Regions from separate parts of the Capra hircus genome. Here region 1 is linked to region 2. Evidence: chromatin contacts called from public Hi-C data. All regions are on one chromosome and are shown on one strand. The core of a region is the stretch at or near the end of the contact, and the rest is flanking DNA. Distances in the headings are between cores, read along the strand shown.

What was found. A called contact is a pair of places that touch in the nucleus more often than the background predicts.
Region 1: a contact with region 2 is called in a Hi-C map of blood, with 2.8 times the contacts expected there. The contact joins the promoter of SPATA20 here to the enhancer-like site in region 2. A contact is called at or near these places in 2 of 5 Hi-C or Micro-C datasets (blood and liver).

Annotation. Positions count from the first base shown.
Region 1 is chr19:35,818,373-35,823,592 of ARS1.2, forward strand. It overlaps SPATA20 (spermatogenesis-associated protein 20), which reads right to left and starts at 3,356. Exons shown (of 16, transcript XM_018064874.1): 1 at 3,212-3,356; 2 at 2,050-2,229; 3 at 1,885-1,949; 4 at 1,547-1,701; 5 at 1,325-1,468; 6 at 1,020-1,242; 7 at 520-650; 8 at 336-440; 9 at 39-113. The coding sequence starts at 3,294.
Region 2 is chr19:35,683,336-35,688,532 of ARS1.2, forward strand. It overlaps ANKRD40 (ankyrin repeat domain-containing protein 40), which reads left to right. Exons shown (of 5, transcript XM_018064860.1): 4 at 1,454-1,635; 5 at 2,181-4,576. The coding sequence ends at 2,327. Among named protein-coding and RNA genes, the nearest start is that of ANKRD40, 14 kb to the left of the region's middle. Within about 2 kb of position 2,461, at least 1 of the 5 cell types and tissues checked has an H3K27ac peak or open chromatin away from gene starts, as enhancers often do.

The DNA of each region.
Region 1 (5,220 bases), core at 2,106-4,605, 140 kb after region 2:
TCCCACAGCCAGACCCGCCTGCCTCAGTGGACACACACCCGGTGACTCAGGTTCCGAGCAACATACTGCAGGATACCTTTGGCAACTTCGGAGTAGAACTCGTCACCAGAGATCTGAGTAGGGAGGAAGGAGGCTATAAGCAGAGGTCTTTAGGTACGAGGTGGGCAGTAAGTGTTCTCCCACGGGGGCAAGGAGGGAGGCTGGATAGTGAACATGAGACTGAATTAGGGGTGAAGTTAAGGGGGAGCCATAGGTCACCAGGAAGGCACTGGAAGGGGCAGCCAAGCGTAGGTGGACAGGCTGGGTCTCCGCTCAGGGCTGGGGTCAGGAGTCACCTGGAAGGCTTGTGAATAGGCCACCGTGAGCTGTGCCTGGTCATACAGCATCTTCTCAAAGTGGGGAACGTGCCACTGGCGGTCCGTGGAGTAGCGGTGGAAGCCCTGCGCCAGGAGGAACACAGGGCTGGAGGCGACCCCAGCCACTGCCCCCACCCCGCTGCCGCCTGCCCCCCCACCTCACCTGCCCCACGTGGTCTCGGATACCCCCGTTGGCCATCATCTTCAGGGTATGCAAAGCCATCTGCTGGGCCCGAGAGCCATCCTGGGTTAGCCGGTGGCTGAGCCAATAGGAGAACAGGAAACTCAGGATCACTGCGGACACCAAGAATACGCAGGTTAGAGAATAGGAAGGGCAGGGGGCCGAGATCTGGGTGATCAGGACTTTGGCCAGGCGAAGAGTTAGGGGTTTACTCAATAGGCAGTCTCTCTGGATAGGCTAGGTCAACCCAGAGGACAGATGATAATCACCAAGGTCAGCATCAGAGAGAGTCCCTGCTAAGACCAAAAGTCAGAGCTTCACTAGATAGCTACTGACAGGCAGGATGGGGTTAGGCGGTCACTGGCCAGACAGGAGAGTGGGAAGTTAATAACCAAGACAGGAGTCAGAAGAGATCATTGACTAGGGTCGGCTTCGGAAGGCCAGGCCAGGGCTGGAGTGGGCATGGGGCAGGGGGCATCGACCTGGTGTGGGGAACTTGGGGGCCTCGGCAAAGCCACCATACTCCTCATCATAGCCCTCATCCAGCTGCTGGAAGCAGCGGCTGTTCATGGTGGCAGCGGAAGGTGGCAGCTGGCGGTCACCCATGCTGATCGCCGACCGAGCCAGCAGAGCCGTGGTGACCCGCTGACTGTTCTCTAGCAGGGTGCTCTTGTTCTGTTTCCACTGCGGGAGGCAGGGGCAGACCTGGAGGTCAGCATGGGGTGAGGGCCCCTTGCTTCCCTCACCCTTGACCCCTGGCCCCCTCTATTCCCCAGTGCCTACCCACCTGGTCCCGTATCCTCATCAACACCGTGCGGAAGCCAACTCGGGTCAAGCCATCCTCAGGGGGAAAATAGGTGCCCCCCACAAAGGGCTGTAGGTTGGGAGTCAACCACACACTCATGGGCCAGCCCCCACCACTGCTGGTGGCCTGGCAGAGAGAGGGCAAGGGTGAGGGGAGCAGCCCCATGTACACGGTCAACCACCCAACCAAGGGAAGACCACTCACCTGCACAAAGGTCATATACACCTTGTCCACGTCAGGCCGCTCCTCCCGGTCCACCTTCACACTGACAAAGTCCTCACTGAGCAGGCGGCCAATCTCCTCATTCTGGAAGGACTCCTCTTCCATCATGTGGCACCAGTGGCAGGTGGAGTACCCCACTGGAATAGGGCCATGGGGGCCAGGGAGGACCAGTGGCTGGTCAGAGAGGGGCAGCCAAAGGACTCCAGCTGGGCCTATGATGCCCTAGCATCTAGTTTCCTGGAAGGCCCCAGGCCCAAAGGAGCCATCCCCTATCTACCACCAGTCCCCTGCACCCATCCCTGGAATGGTGGATGCAGTACCTGAAAGAAAAATTGGCTTGTTTTCTTTCTTGGCCTTGTCGAAGGCTTCCTGTCCCCAGGGGTACCTAAGGCCAGTAGAGTGGGGCATCACTCACTAGCTCCGGAGGGGGCCAGTAAGAAGATTGAGGATCTAGCTGCCCAGGAGGGCATCAGGAGAGGACTCACCAGTCCACAGGGTTGTAAGCATGTTGCAGGAGGTATGGTGACTTCTCATTGATCAGGCGGTTGGGGACCTTCTGGGGCGTGGACTGAGAGCAGTTAGTCCGGCTCCCCTTCCCTCCAGCAGGCATGGACACTGAACTACTGACCGTCACACTTCGGTCCTTGTCCCGGGAGGAGCTACCCCTGGTGTGGGCAGGTGGGTCAGGCAAGTCAGACCAGGAGTCTCCACTGCTTCCACCTATACCCAGCCCAGAGGCCCACCTGACCACCCCACCCCCCACCCCTCACGCCTCGTGGAACTCTCCTGGAACCCCCTGCTCCCAGCCCAACCCACCTTTCTGAACCACGGGGGAGACCGTGGCCTTTGTGCTCCCCCTTGTGTTTTTGGGGGGGTGAAGAAAGGTGGTTCATTGGGGGCTCCCTGCCAGGTTAGTCTCCCCCAACCTCTCCGACCTGGTGATGGGAACGATGATGACTGTGAAGTCAGGGCGAGTCACAATGGGTGGAATGGTCCTTCAGGCTCCATTCTCTCCCCTCACCGGGCCCCACCCAGGGTGACTGTGCTGGAGGTATTTCTGGCATGCCTGCCTGGGTATATGATCTGGGCAGGAAGGCTGCTGGCTGCTGTGTGTAGGACTGGGCCAGATGAGGGGCAAGGAGAAGAAATTCATTTGGCATCAGGGACTCCCTCACTCAACATCCATCCAGTGGGCACTTCTGGGGGGCCAGGTCCTGTGCCAGACCCGCATAACCCTCAAAGAATCAGTAGCTGGCTCTGATCTCAGGGAGCTCAGCCTGGGAGGGCAGCATGGGTGGGGCAGGCCTAAGTAATGACAAGCCCTTGCAGCATCGAGGGCTGTGACAAGCCAGCCCAGGGTGCTGTTGGACAAGGACCCTTGGCCCAGCACTGGGGTTCAAGGAAGGCTTCCTGGAGATGGTGTCAGAACAGAGTTCCTGGCGCAAGCCGAGCCCTGCAGCTGGAGGGGAGGGAGGGAGGAGAGGATTACTGTCTGAGCCCGGTCGGAGGAGCTGGCCCTAGTCTTGGGGGAAGGCAGGCATGGGGTGGGGAGGTGACCGGGCAGACACAGGGGACCAGCGCCAGGACAACTGACCGCAGGGCTCTGCAGGCACCGGATGCTGAAGCGTGCTCCTCGGCCGCCCGTACCTGCAGCTCAAGGCGAGGACTGGCCCGGCCCCGGGCAGCAGGAAGCCGCGGCACCGGCACCGTAAGGCCCGCGCGCCCAGCATGGCTGCTGGTGGCGGTCGGCCCGGACGCTGCGGACAGGAAGGGATGGCGGGAGGGAAGCTGCGACGGGCCGACCCAGGCGCCGAACCGGCCGCGGGAGTGTCTTCGCCGATAAGGCCGGCAGCAGGCTGGTCTCTGAGCGCCGCTCGGTGGCCGATCACAGGACTGCAGACCGTATACTGGGGCTTAGGCGGACACTGCTGCTGCTAAGTCGCTTCAGTCGTGTCCGAGTCTGTGCGACCCCATAGACGGCAGCCCATAGGAGGACACAGGTCTGTGCAAAAAACTGGGTGGACTCGATAGGACATAAATCAGGGCCTGCGGGGAGGTAACCCTCTTACGGAGAATATGGAGGCTGTAAGGATGCCAGGGCCATGGAAAGCCAGAGCCTCCGGTCATTTTGTCCAACTTTGTCCGTTTTACAAAGGAGAAATGAGGTGAGAGGCAAAGGCGTGGCTTTTCCAGGCCATCCAAACTGGGAGCTTCGCCTTTGCTCTGCCCCCTCACCTGAAGGTCCTGCTCAAACCCCACCCCCTCAGGAAGCCTTCCCTAAATAATAATACTGAACCAACTTTCAGGTGTTATCAGGTATTTTATGAGTCTCATTTACTACCCTTAGTCAACATTTATTGAGTGCCCATGAGACACTCTGCTAGGTACAACAGTGGGCAGAGAGAAACCAAGCCATCCCATCCTTGTGTTACTCACAGTCTGATGAGCAAGGCAAAAACTAATCCAACAGCTATACAGATTAATGTACAACCACCCACTGTGAGACGTGCCATGACTAGGTATCACAAGGAAACTGGTCTGGTGGGAGAGAGGATGGGGAGGGCCTTCCTAAGGAAATCACATTTGTGTAGCAGCCTTCGAAGAACAAGAGGATGCAATCTGGAAAGGACTTGGGGGACATGCTGGGGAAGCAGGGGGAACAGATGTGCAAAGACCCTGTGGCACAGCAGTGAGGCAGGGCTGAGGTGCTGCAGAAGCCAGCACAGAGAGGCGCCGATGAGGTGGTGACGTAGAGAGGGAGGAGGGCCGGGGCCAGGTTCTGAACTGTGAGCAGGAGTTTGGTTACTGATGAGAGCAGAAGAAAGCTGTGGAAGGGCTTTAGTCGAGGGAGTGACCTTGCATTTTGGAAAGGTCCCTCCAGCTTTCTGGTGGTGAATGGACTGTAAAGAGGCACGAGTGGAAGCAGAAGGGTTCAAAGGCCATAGCAGGACCCAGAGGAGAGCTCTGGGAGGTCTGCACTACGCCAAGGTAGAGATGGAGGGAAGGTGGTAGACTTGAGGTCAGCAGAAAAGGAAACATCATCAGGATTGCCTATGGGGGGCGGTGTCAAGAGTGAAGTGCAGAATGGGGCTGGTAGGGGGCACTGGGAGAGGGTCAGGTTGGGGGCTCAAGAGGTCCTGTTTGGATGTGTTGGTTTGAGATGACCTTGAGATGTATGTGTGAAGATGGCAGGCTCAGGAATGCAGAGAAGGAGCTGGTGGGAGAGAGGAAGCAAAGTGGGTGTTCAGTGCAGAGACGGTGTGGGCACAGAAGAGATCACCCAGGGTGACCGCAGGGAGAGGCTCGGGCTCATACTTGGCCTTGATGAACTCAAGACACAGAGGGTCGTGGGAAAACCAGGAGAGGGTGTTGTCTCAAAGGAACAGAGTGGCAGGGAGGGAGAGTCAGACTTCAGAGAAGCTGACTGGGACGGGACCAAAAAAGGTCCAGTAGCTTCAGCAACGTGGAGGCCATTGGTGGACATAGCAGATGTGTTCCAGGAGGTGAGGCTGACAGGAGCGGGCTCAGGAGGGAGGGGAAAGAGGACATAGAGATGATGGGCACTTGATGTGAGGGGAGAGATGGAAAGACACTCTCAAGAGGGATGAGATTAATTATGACAAATATCATGGGAAGGATTCAGTTGAGAGAAAGCT
Region 2 (5,197 bases), core at 1,211-3,710:
ACTTACTAGTAACATAACTAGTTATGTTAACATAATAACATAACTTCAGAGCATTCTGAGTTCTCATTTAATTGTTACAACAGACTTGTAAAAAGAGCATTATTTTGTACATTTTATTTTTATTTACTTTTTTTGGCTGTGCCACATGACTTGCGGGATCTTAGTTCCCCAACCAAGGGTTGGCCCTAGGCCTTGGCAGTGAGAGCAACGAGTCCTAACTACTGGGCCACCATAGAATTTCCATTAGTACATTTTAGAAATGGATGAAGTTAGACACAAAGAGACAGGTAATTCGTCCAGAGTCACACATCTAGTACAGGATAGATGAGGGATATACCCATTCATACCACAATCATTCAAGGTCCAAAAGGTCACAAAAAAAGAGAGTTGAAAGCAGCTCCCATAATTTATGACAAAAGCAACAAACTCTCCCTTGATATTTTAGATGAAAAGTAGAAAATGAACATATACTTCCTGGATATCAAGCTTCACGCTAGCCTGAGAGGATTAGTGAAGTTAAAAGGCAAGCAAACAAACACACACATTTACTTTTTTCTATATTGCTATATCTATTTATAATTTAAAGTATTAAGTTTATGTTAATACCTCCAGTTCTGGTCAGACGCCACAGGGTATGGTCCAGTCTTACCTTTCTTTTTCCATGTAAGTAACTGCCTTCTTTCTGGTTTTGAGGGCCTGTTGCTCTAGGTGCTGATAACTGTGGCCCAGGGATGCCATATATAGAGCAACCAGAACTACCAAAAGCACACATGTGCTTAGCTTCAGCCTGCTTTGCAGCCAGGCTCAGAATTTAGGGGCAGACTGTTTAGATCCCAGACCCAAGAATAATGGTCTTTGTTTACTCCCAAAGCCAAGATTCTTCCCTTATTAAAGTAAGGCATTTAAATCACAGTTAGACTTCATTTTTATTAGTAGCTTATCTTTTTGCTCCTGTACTGTGTTTATTGCAAGGATTTTCACATCTCATAAATATCTTTAGATCCACAATTGTTATATCTTTGTAGAGTAACTCTTGTACCATATCTTTCCATGCTGCCTTTTCTCTTCTCTTCCCCATACCCTGCTTATGTGTAGTTTGATACCCAAACCCATTCTCAAGCCTTTACCTGCTTAGCTCCAGTAGCAGAAGTAAAGTATCCTTCTGTACAGTTGGGATGGTTGTCCACTATTTCCTTCTGCTGCATAAAGTAAAAGTTCATTTACTTTATGAACCACAGTGTTAGATATAGGAGGACAATGCAGGCACCTGCACCAGCAGAGCCAGAATTGAGCCTGAGCAAACTACACTGATTGTGCTTGGTTTTCTTGTTGGGTGGCATAGGTCTTCAGCACAGGGCATGATTAACAGTAACCATCTTCTGGAAAAGATTTTAAATTGCATCAGCTAACTATGCCAGAATGATTCATTAATGCTTCTTCCCCTTTTCCCTAGAGCTGGTACTCAAGGTGAGGATTCAGAACCCATCTCTTAGAGAAAATGATTTCATTGAAATTGAACTGGACCGACAGGAGCTCACCTACCAAGAGCTGCTCAGAGTGAGTTGCTGTGAGCTGGGTGTTAATCCTGATCAAGTGGAGAAGATCAGAAAGTTACCCAATACTCTGGTAAGAAAGGTAAGAAAGGTCTGTTACGTGGTTGATTTTTCCATTTGGAAAATATGTACTTTCCTCTTGGGGTATGTGAGTCATAGTTAAAGAAATGAGAAAAGAATAGAAAAAAAGTAAAGGGTGGTCTTCCATTGAGCTTTCTTTCCTCTATTGGGCCTATGGAGATACTAGCATTTATACAAGTTGTTTCTCTGTAGTGATCTGTAAGGATTACCTTAGTATACCATCAGATGTGCCTTGTGCTTTATAACATAAGAACCAGGCTTAATTACAGGGCACATCCATATAGGCACATGTGTGACCCTCCCAACATCCCTGGGTTCCCTGAATGTCAGGCTTCTGGCTTCTCAGGGCACCTGAGGAAAACACCCCTGCACTACGCCTCATGGTGTGCTCATCTTGGAGCAACAGCTGCTACTGAGGGCTTCTACATTTTAACCTAGTTCGTGCTCCTGGGGATTTTCCTGCACTATCACTGGTTTCAACACAGAACACCAGAACCATCGAGACAAGTGGCCCTTCTTAATCTATTTAACCTATTTTTGTTTCAGGACAAAGATGTTGCTCGACTCCAAGATTTTCAAGAGCTGGAACTGGTTTTAATGATAAGTGAAAATAATTTTCTGTTCAGAAACGCTGCATCCTCACTGACTGAAAGGCCTTGCTACAATAGGAGAGCTTCAAAACTGACTTACTAATGCAGCAGGAGCTTTTACTACTGAGTATTGTGACAGTGTGCATCACCTCTGGGCCAAGGACAAGCCATTGATCTAAATGCCTTGGATGCCCAAGGAGGGCCCCGATGCCACTTCGTAGTATACACTAACATCATTCTGCCAAGGTAGGAAGGCCCTGACCCCTAAGCAGCGGTGCCACTCTTCCAAGCCTCTTGGTGCACAACAAACCTATTGCTTGAAGCTGTGAACAGCTGAGAAGTGGCCTGGAGAGGCAGAAGCCAACGGTTCTATACTAGTGTTCTAGTATGTGAGAGGGTTGTCTAGGCGGAGGCTGAGAGAGAGCAGAGCCTGCTTCGGGCCTGTTGACGGCGAAGCTGAAGGGCCAGGATGTGCTCCCCTCGGTGTTGCATGCTCACGACTCTCCTGAAATGTGAACTGACTAGAGAGGATAACGGGAAAGCGCAGGTGCTGGACACAGGAATTTTGGTGTGACTTGTGGCTGTGAGGTTTCACATAGCATATTTATAAATGTTACTCAGGTTAAAAGCATTTAAGAATACAGTTACCTAATGTAAATACGCTGTTAACCAAAAGAGCCTCCCCTCCCCCCACCTTTTCCATTGTACGCACTCATGTACGCACTTCCGTCTCTAGCCATTGCTTGTAGTCATCTCTGCATTAACTCCCCATTGTGGTCGCTAGAGGGCTCTCTGACGCTTTGTAAAAGAGCAACCGCTATTTTTCTTTTTTTAAACTGAAGCAATTCTGTCTTCGCTTTCGCGTTTCTGTTTAATTTCACTGAAAGAGACGAGCACAAACATTGCTGGTCCATGTTCTCCACTTTCATTTTCCACTAGAAATGAAAAGCAATTTTCCGGACAGAATCTGTTGCTATTTTAAAGGTTATTGTGGGAAACTGAACTAAAGGAGTTAGCATCTTTATTTTTGTATCAAAGATAAAGATTATTTTGAAATTATTAAGATTTTTACACAACTCTGAAATCTGTTGCTTTTGTAAACAAGTTGTTTAATCTTAGGGATCCCCCCACAACCATCACTAACCTACTTAACAAAGTCAATGTGAGTCTACCAGGCTGTGTTCTGGAAACAAACACCTGATTAAACTCTTGAGCATGGCATAAGAATTTTTGTAAAAAATGCATTTAAGGGTTCTTTTCCTTCCCTTCACTGTCATTAATGTTAAAAAGAAAAGCCAATGTCTTGTTGAACTAAATAGCTTAACTTTAGAAATAAGAATGAGCACGCTTAGACAAACAGGAGAGCAGGGTTTTGAAGCCAGCTGTTGAAGAGCATCCCTGCTGTCTTAAGAAGCTTTCTCCCCACAGTGCCTATAGTTTCCAAAGAAACTCAACTTCCTAACTGGGTTAATTTTATTGGAACACTACGATCGAGAGAGAGGGTGCAGAAGATGTCAGTGGAAGAGTGTTGTGCTGAGATAATGGCCTCCTGCTGCTGCCTAAACGCTGAGCTGAGGTTGAGGTGTTTTCAAGGCCAGCTTTGTGACGGGGAGTCACTGTTCAGTGACTTAATTGTAACACACTAATTACTGATGGTGAGTTACCCACTTTGTGCAGTGTTTGTCTAGCAGAGTAAAGGTTACTTATTACTCCCTTTCTCTGAAATACTTTAAAGAAGAAACTTCCTTTGTGTTTCAACCAGGCAGAGGCTAGAAATACTAACCTTTTTTTCCCCCTCTACCTTTGAAAAAAGTTACCATTTACTGATACAATTAAGGCTAGTTTTATCTTGGAACAAATAAATTCAGTATTAATTCATGTGTCTAAATCACTGGGGTTAGTACTCTTCTAGCCATCCAGATCAGTTAGAGATTCTCAGAAGCAGTGGAGGTCCCTGGCTGGAGGTGGCCTACCGAGGAGTAGCTCCAGGGCATTTCCTGGGCTTAGAAAGGGAGGCTGAGGAAGTCACAGGTGAGAGACGGGCCCTGCACTGCACCTTTTTATAACGTCCTCTGTGGTCAGCTGACTCTGAGTATGGCAGTGGAGTTAGACTGCACAGTTGCTGGTAGGTGAGTCTAAAGTCTTAATCTATGCATTCAGAGAAATATTTTTATATGTTTTGTGTAATTTATAACAAGGATTTTTTTTTAGCTTTGTTAATTGTGAATTCGCCCCGCCTCCTCTACTGCATATTTAAAGCATGTGTTCACACTGTGTGTAAATATTCACTTTGTGCACTGCTGACTGTTCAAGCATAATAAGTATTATTAAAATTAAATATTAACTGACTAAGCCCCTACTCTTTAACTTTGTCCTCCTAAACAGCTCTGTACTTCTAATCATAGGGGGTTCAAATTGTTGAACAGTTTCAGGGATAAAACCCTCTGGTGGAAGAACAGAAGGAACTGGTCCCCACCTGAGCCTCCTCCATCCTACTGCCGTGGTGGCGCTTAGTGGCACCAGAGACAGGTATTTTGTGCGGTGTCTTTCCTCTAAGTTCACAGCAGTCAGCTTCATTTCCCCAGAGTAGCTGAGCCCGCTAGATGGAGGCCATCCTCTATTAACCACATTTTTTGATTATCCTATTTACTTTACGCAACTGAGTCTCTCCTTCGGGCTGTCAGCACCTGTCAGGGTCTCAGTGAGCTCAGAGGCAAACTTCCAAGATAGGAAAGGAAGTACAGCCTTTCAGATCTTTAGCTGAGAATGATGCCGAATGAATCTGCATTTCTGTTGGTGTGGGGCAGCTAGAGCCTCACAAAGCATACGTCATGCCAAATTGGCCTGATAAATCAGGAAGCATAGCAAAGACCTTTTCTTAGCTCCAAGGAGAAGCAGAATAATTTGGGCCTTGGTGCTTTTATACTTGCTTTATCACAAGGATGGAAGTCTTCCTCTGTACACTCATAAACA